2 separate regions of the Mus musculus genome follow, and region 1 is linked to region 2. The links are chromatin contacts, called in public Micro-C maps. All regions are on one chromosome and are shown on one strand. Each heading gives the region's core, a stretch centred on a gene start, on an enhancer-like site or on the middle of the called end of the contact. The rest is flanking DNA. Distances are from core to core; before and after follow the strand shown. Region 1 has its middle 67 kb from the start of Tlr4. Region 2 holds the start of Tlr4 (toll-like receptor 4).

Region 1 (3,370 bases), core at 418-2,917, 67 kb before region 2:
ATTCCCTTGCTTGCCTGGCAGGCAGTTTACTTGCTGAGCTATCTCCCCAATTCCCCTAACTCCCAGATATGTAAATTCCCAAAACTCACTGTGAACCTTCTAAATTAGAAGAACTGAAGGTGGGGCCTTCAGAGTTCTGCATTTCAACAAGCTCTTTTAGAGATATCAGGACCCAGTGGTCTCATGCACAGTATTCTCTAACTTCTACCTCTCAAAGCTACCTGAAGCAGGAGGCATGAGAGTGAAGCAGTGCTAAAAATGAGTGGAAAGTTGTTGGTAAGTGTGCTTGATTTTCTTTTGCTTGTTAGGTAAAATTTCTGTGGTATCTGTTACATGAAGAATCTGATTACCAAAGTAGCTGAACTAATTCTTATTGTTCATTTTTTGATTCATACAAGCATATTCATTCTACAAATTTTTGTGTAGCATCTATATTAGGCATTTTTTTAATAATAAAGATACAACCGAAAGAAACATTTCCTGGCTGAATGTTGTTAAAAAAGAATAGAGGTGATCATATCAACAATATAACAAAAGTCTGCTGTAAGAATTAAAAATCAATGTTTTTGATTTACAAAATAAACAAAATATATATGTAAGGATGTTCCAGTTAAACTAGGATCAGGAAACAGCTCTTTGAAGATGTGATATTTAGCCTAAATGGAGGGATGGATAAACAGGCTTAACCAAGAAGAATGACACACTATTGTCATTGTGTTTAAGACACTAAAAGGAACAAATACATAGAGAGCAGAGGACAAAGAAAAGTTGTCTAGTCGGTATTAAGACAGTTGACGAAGACACTAAACACGTTGGCTGTAGGATATATGGGGAATCAAGGTGGAGCTGAGTGGGACTTTGGCTCCAGCTAGCCTTCATAAAGCCAGGTTGTGCTATGTAGGCTTGGGGTGGAAACTCACTGACAGTTTCACCCAGATCAGAGGCCAGGGAGGTACAATAATGATCTACTGAACAAATATGTGCTCTACTGCAATAGTGGCATGACCACTGTTTGGGTGGCTTGAGATTGAATCACTATAGGGTGAACGAATCAAAATGAAGCCTAGCAAACCATGGTGAACTGGGAACGATTCACTTCCAAAGGGTCCCAGTGGAGGCAGCGAGGACTGTAGCAGAAGCAATGGAAACAGAAAGAGCCCATAAAGGCATCCACTGCCAGAGCCCAAACAAGTAAGTATTCAACGGGCTCGCATAGACGGTAAAACAGTGATTTAAAGAGCTGAGGCCTCATGGCTGTGGCAGGTTGACAGTTTCTGGAATTCCTTCCAAGCTTTCTGGACCCAGAGAGAGCTGCTAGACTTACCAAGTGGGTAAGGAAGAGATTTAGACCTCGGTGTTCTTCCACGATGACCTTAGGGAAGCCCTTGCTCTTTCTAGAGCTCCCTCCCATCACCAAGCCTCTGAGTTTCTTTCCCTAAGTGTTGCCTTCCTACTCTTCTTTTCAACTGAAAATCCCCTGAGAAATTAAAGCGCTGAACTCTCTGTGCCTGTCAGTTCTCTACTGACAGAGGCAGGTAACAGGGTTCCTTGGTTACAAGGCTAAAGTAACACTGTGCTGTGACCCTGGTTTCCCTCTAAACCCAGGTCAGGGCAGGCGTGTGATGTGACTGACACTTCTTACCCCACACATGGCCCCTGGTGACTGGAAGTTGACACCTTCACCAGCCCTCCTCCCAGGGTGTCCCGTCATCTCTCTAGAAGAGCTGTCAGCACATCTTTGGCATTGCTGACAAATGACTCATTTCCAGCCACACACAAAAAAAAAAAAAAAAAAAATTCTATCTTTGCTTTTTTGAAGTTTCAGAGTCCCTCCCCCATCCCCTGCTCTTCTGACAGCTTCACTCTAGCAACTCTTTATGTTAAAGCCAGTGTAATTATGCCAGATAGGGTTCAACTCCATTACAGTTCATTCTCAATTACAGATGCTGATATACCTGCAATGTCCTGCTTGCCTTAATGTTCCCGTGGACCGGACCTACAGTCTAAAACCTAGGGTCATAAAACCTATTGTTTCCCCCAATTTGATACGACCCACTATCCTATCCCAGGGTATTTTTGCCCTTCCTGTGAGACACTTTCTTCTCTCTGTCTTCCCAAGGTAAAAAAAAACAAAAAAAACAAAAACAAAAAAAAAAAAAACAAAAACAAAACAAAAACACAAACCAAAAAAATTCTTCCTCAGCAGTGTCCTTCTTCATGATGTATATAAACATGATCTGTCACTTAAGGCACGAAAGGGGCAAATTCATACTTTACCAACTTGGCTCTATCTCAGCCAGGCTGTCACCTGGCTTTCTTCCTTCTTTTTTCTTGACACTTCTCCAGTGCTTAAGGCAATGCCTCTGGATCAAACTGCCATTGCTCTATTCTAGAGTTTTGAAAAATATTCCATTTCCTCACCTCTATTCCTGATCATTCCAGAGACCCCAAAGTAATTACTCTAAAATACAGATCGTCTGCAATAACTACTTTTAACCCTTCCATATCAACCTGCTGATCCAACTTGGATTCAAAATCGAATGTAAATGCTTCTTGCTTCTCTTGACTCTAGACCACTTCTGTCAGTGTCCTTGGAAATTTCTCCTTTCAGGCCACTGTATCTCTTTGATCATTGTTGCATACAATGTCTACTTTTTTCTTTGTTTGATAACAGTTGCTTATTCTTTAGGGCTCATCTTACATCCATGAAAAATTTCATAGCAAACCAGTTTCAAAAGGATCACATGGCTGTCTCCTGAGAGGCTCTGCCAGAGCCTGACAAAGACTGAGGCAGATGCTCACAGCCAACCATTGCACTGAGTGTGGGGTCCCAGATGGAGGAGTTAGAGAAAGGACTGAAGGAGATGAAGGGGTTTGCAACCCCATAGGAGGAACAATATTATCAACCAACCAGACCTCCCAGATCTCCCAGGGACTAAGCCATCAACCAAGAAGTACACATGGCTCCAGCTGCATATGTAACAGAGGATGCCCCAGTGAAGGATAATCGAGGGTGGGGAGGTGGGAGTGGATGGTTGGGTGGGTGAAGACCCTCATAGAGGCAGGGGGAGAGAAGATGTGATAGGAGGTTTCCAGGAGGCAGGGAAACGGGAAAAGGAGATAACATTTGAAATGTAAGCAAAGAAAATATACAATTAAAAAAAAAGGATTGTTGCTTGCTGACAGGAACCTGATATAGCTGTCTCCTGAGAGGCTCTGCCAGTGCCTGATAAATACAGAAGTAGATGCTGACAGCCATCCATTGGACTAAGCACTGGGTCCCCAATGAAGGAGCTAGAGAAAGAACCCAAAGAGCTAAGGGGGTTTGCAGCCATATAGGAGGAAAAACAATATGAACTAACCAGTACCC
Region 2 (3,372 bases), core at 866-3,365:
GGGTGAGACAGACCCTGGCTAAAGGAAAGAACATGTTCTCCTCGGCCTGTCCATAGGGCTGGAGACAGACCTGAGGCTAGTGCTTAGCCAGTGTTAGTGTGGGATGCTTTTATTATATTTCACGCATCATAACTATATTTAATTGCATAAAAATCATTGAAACTAATTTGATGCATTTATTCTTAATTTTTCAATTTGATCAACAGTGAAGTTTTAAACTATATACAGGGATTCCATAATTTTAGCATGGTGAGCCTTGACCTAGGTGAGGGATGATGGTGTGTGTAGTTAGCTTAGGCAGTGCTAAGGCCCTGTAGGATGAAGCAACCATCATGGTTCCAAAGAGTTATTAAGAGTATAAAGGAGTAGTTTGATAAATCTAAGCCCCTGGACCAATAACAACAAATAAAGAAGAAACTGTGTGTGGGTATAGAAAGGAATATGAACTAGGAAACCAGTCAGGAATCACTCCTGAAGACAAGGCCAAGGGCCCTGAGACCTGGCTTACAGAAGGAACAAGCAAGCTTTGAGAGTTGACAAAGCACACCAGACACCAAGAGCAACGGGATTTTATCTCAGTGTAGCACTGATTGGAAATTCCATCTCTGCCAACATAACTGAGGAATCAGAAAGCAAGATACTGTGATTATAACTTTTTAAAATTAACAGTATTTTTCCCCATGTGAATGTCATGTATCTTAACTCATTGAACCAGTTTTGAGCTTCTGAGCCTACCTCACCCCGAATTCCTTCCTTGTTTGCTCAGTTCTATTGTGAGCTTCTAAGATAATTGCGTGGTCTGTGCAGGAGGAAAACAAGAATGAGTCATGGGTCAGATTACTCACGACTCAGTATTCGACCAAAACGGGAGTTACTGCCTTAGCAGTAACTAATTGATGTTTTAAGTTGCTCTGTCCCTCTCCTTCCCTCACCCCTCCCATTTCTTTATCTCCTAGAATTAGTTGCAGAATACTAAAATCACTTAGAAAAGTCTTTGTGTTTTTGTGTGTTTTGTTGTTTTATTTTTTAATAGAAATTCTTTCATTTAAGACAATTGTTCCCTTTATTCATTTGTGTGTGTGCTCATGCATATACACACCTGCCAAGGCAGACACTTGCAAGTGAGAAGACATCTTAAAGGAGGAGATTCCCTGCCTCTAACTTGTGAGGCTTGAGGCTTGAACTCAGATTTTCATCAGGCTTGGCAGCCACTGACCTTACCTGCTGAGCTACCACTCAAAGCATCTCAAAGATGCTTCGAAAGCAGCAGAAAAGACACAGCTACCTTCACTTGATTTGGAAAGGGAAGGAATGACCGCTAAAAGCTGAGTGGCCAGAGTTCCCACAGAAAGCCCTGAAATTACAGCCTACTTACATTTTTCAGTGATTACAGTCATGCTTTCGTCCCGTGAATACTGGCCTCAGAGACGTTCAGTAAGTTCTTTAACGACTCTCAGGTATGTCACAGAACAATGACTATAAACTAGTTTTACTAATTTCAAGTCCCTAAATCATGACTCAGACGCCTTAAATGAAACAAGACACCCCTGGCTGCCTGTTCCTGCCCTGTGTTAACACTGAGGCTTTTTGTTGCCAAGGCTTCTCAAGTTTTTGGTTAGTTTAACTCCTTCGTGCAAAATAAACTAAGCAGAGCACACACAGGGAGCTCTGAGCTGTGGATAGTTTTGAGAAACAAGGCAGGCTAGCAGGAAAGGGTGTGATCACATGCGATCAAGACACATACCTCTATGCAGGGATTCAAGCTTCCTGGTGTCAGGCAGGAGAAGAACAGTGCCATGATCAGAGTCCTAGCCAGGAGCCAGGGAGGCATCATCCTGGCATTTTCTGCAACCAGTGGAGGCCATGAGAGAACATGACGATCTGTAACTGGTGGCAGCGCAGAGTCCCTGGGACACCTGCCTCTTCCCTCCCAGTGGGTGCCCCTCTGCAAGTACTATATTCAAAGAGGAAGTGAGAGTGCCAACCTTAGCATTCTCACTTTTGGTTTTGTTCTAGAATCGATCTGCCCCGTCGCAGGAGGGAAGTTAGAAGACTGAAGACTAGAACAGGAAGAAGGCGTTTGCTGACCGACTGGAGGAACAGCAAGAGGAAGCTGGCTTTCATCCCAGGAAGTCATCTGACCTCTGGGCTTGGTGAAGGCAGGGAACTGGCGTGGAGCAACATCCTCATTCCTTCTTTATTTTCAACAGAGGATGCTTACTGCTTCAGTTAGACTCCCAAGTCTCCCAGAGCACAGTATTAGGGACTGGATGTTTCAGACTAGAGGAACATATTTTCTCACAATGCTAGAGATTAAAACCCAGGATGAAGATATCATCAGTTGCCGTGTCTTGTGTCATGATGCTTTCTTTTACCTATGTGTGTACGTGTTCATTCGTTCACGGGGGGGATGTATATTTCGTGTGTGTGTGTGTGTGTGTGTGTGTGTGTGTGTGTGTGTGTGTGTGTGTGTGTGTGTGTAAAAGCCAGAGTTCACTATTGAGTGCCTTCTGCAGTTCTCAGTTCTCAATCTTCTTTTATTATTAATTACTATTTATTATTGGAAACAGGATCATAGTGTTTATTATTAAAAGGAGAACGTTCAGGAAAGATAGGAGCAGGCTCGTGAGCTGTGGGAGAAACTCAAGAGGCTCCACCATTGTTTTGGAGCCGAGGTCTCTAACTGAACCTGGTACTGATTCCTTGGCTATACTGACTGATCAGTTAAGTTTTGAGATCTCCCACCTGTAGCTAGCCTTTTCCCAGTGCTGGAATTATAGATATCAGCATTCGGGTTTTTGTTGTTTGTGATGTTGTTTTTTTACGATGTTTGCTTTTTATTTGTTTATTTATTTCATTTTTTTAAATGCTGTTACTGAGGATCTGCAGGTCTTCATGAATTTGAAACATTTTATCAACTGAGATATCTCCCTGGCCCCTGACCTCTTTTTTTAAAATAATCAGTTATATTGTATTAAGGCAGACCCATAAGACATTAGTTTACTTTAATTATCTCATTAAATTCAAGTCATAGGACATGGCACTGGGAGATGAATTTTTAAATTGCAGTCACAGAAACAGGCACAGCCTATGAATTTTAGGGAACAGTACATAATTCTACATGTGACACTGCTAGTGAAGAAGTAGTGAAGGGAATCAGAAGTTGCTGAAGTAAAGGTCAGGTCAGATGACTAAACACCAGATCACCTTGTCCAAATGATTTTATTTCCTGAGCCTCATTTTCAGCCCTGTAAACCTGAGAACAGTTTTTACCTCCCTCCTTCTTTACATATTTACATTATTTGACATATCTAAATACTAATATTTAGAATACATACACTTAGAAGGCTATGTGATTCTGCTTGGATCATC

What was found. A called contact is a pair of places that touch in the nucleus more often than the background predicts.
Region 1: a contact with region 2 is called in a Micro-C map of muscle stem cells, with 2.0 times the contacts expected there. The contact joins the enhancer-like site here to the promoter of Tlr4 in region 2. A contact is called at or near these places in 2 of 39 promoter capture datasets (the 3T3-L1 cell line and macrophages), 6 of 484 Hi-C or Micro-C datasets (macrophages, muscle stem cells, myocytes and 3 more), 2 of 115 datasets of contacts at active chromatin or transcription factors (the 230-238 cell line and bone marrow-derived macrophages) and 1 of 9 other capture datasets (adipose tissue).

The regions. Positions count from the first base shown.
Region 1 is chr4:66,893,073-66,896,442 of GRCm38.p6, reverse strand. No RefSeq gene overlaps it. Among named protein-coding and RNA genes, the nearest start is that of Tlr4, 67 kb to the right of the region's middle. RefSeq lists an enhancer at 1,153-2,051. Within about 2 kb of position 1,667, at least 45 of the 459 cell types and tissues checked have an H3K27ac peak or open chromatin away from gene starts, as enhancers often do. A contact at or near this core is called in bone marrow-derived macrophages, muscle stem cells, myocytes and 1 more, where this site is marked.
Region 2 is chr4:66,826,294-66,829,665 of GRCm38.p6, reverse strand. Tlr4 (toll-like receptor 4) reads right to left here and starts at 2,115. Exons shown (of 3, transcript NM_021297.3): 1 at 1,745-2,115. The coding sequence starts at 1,834.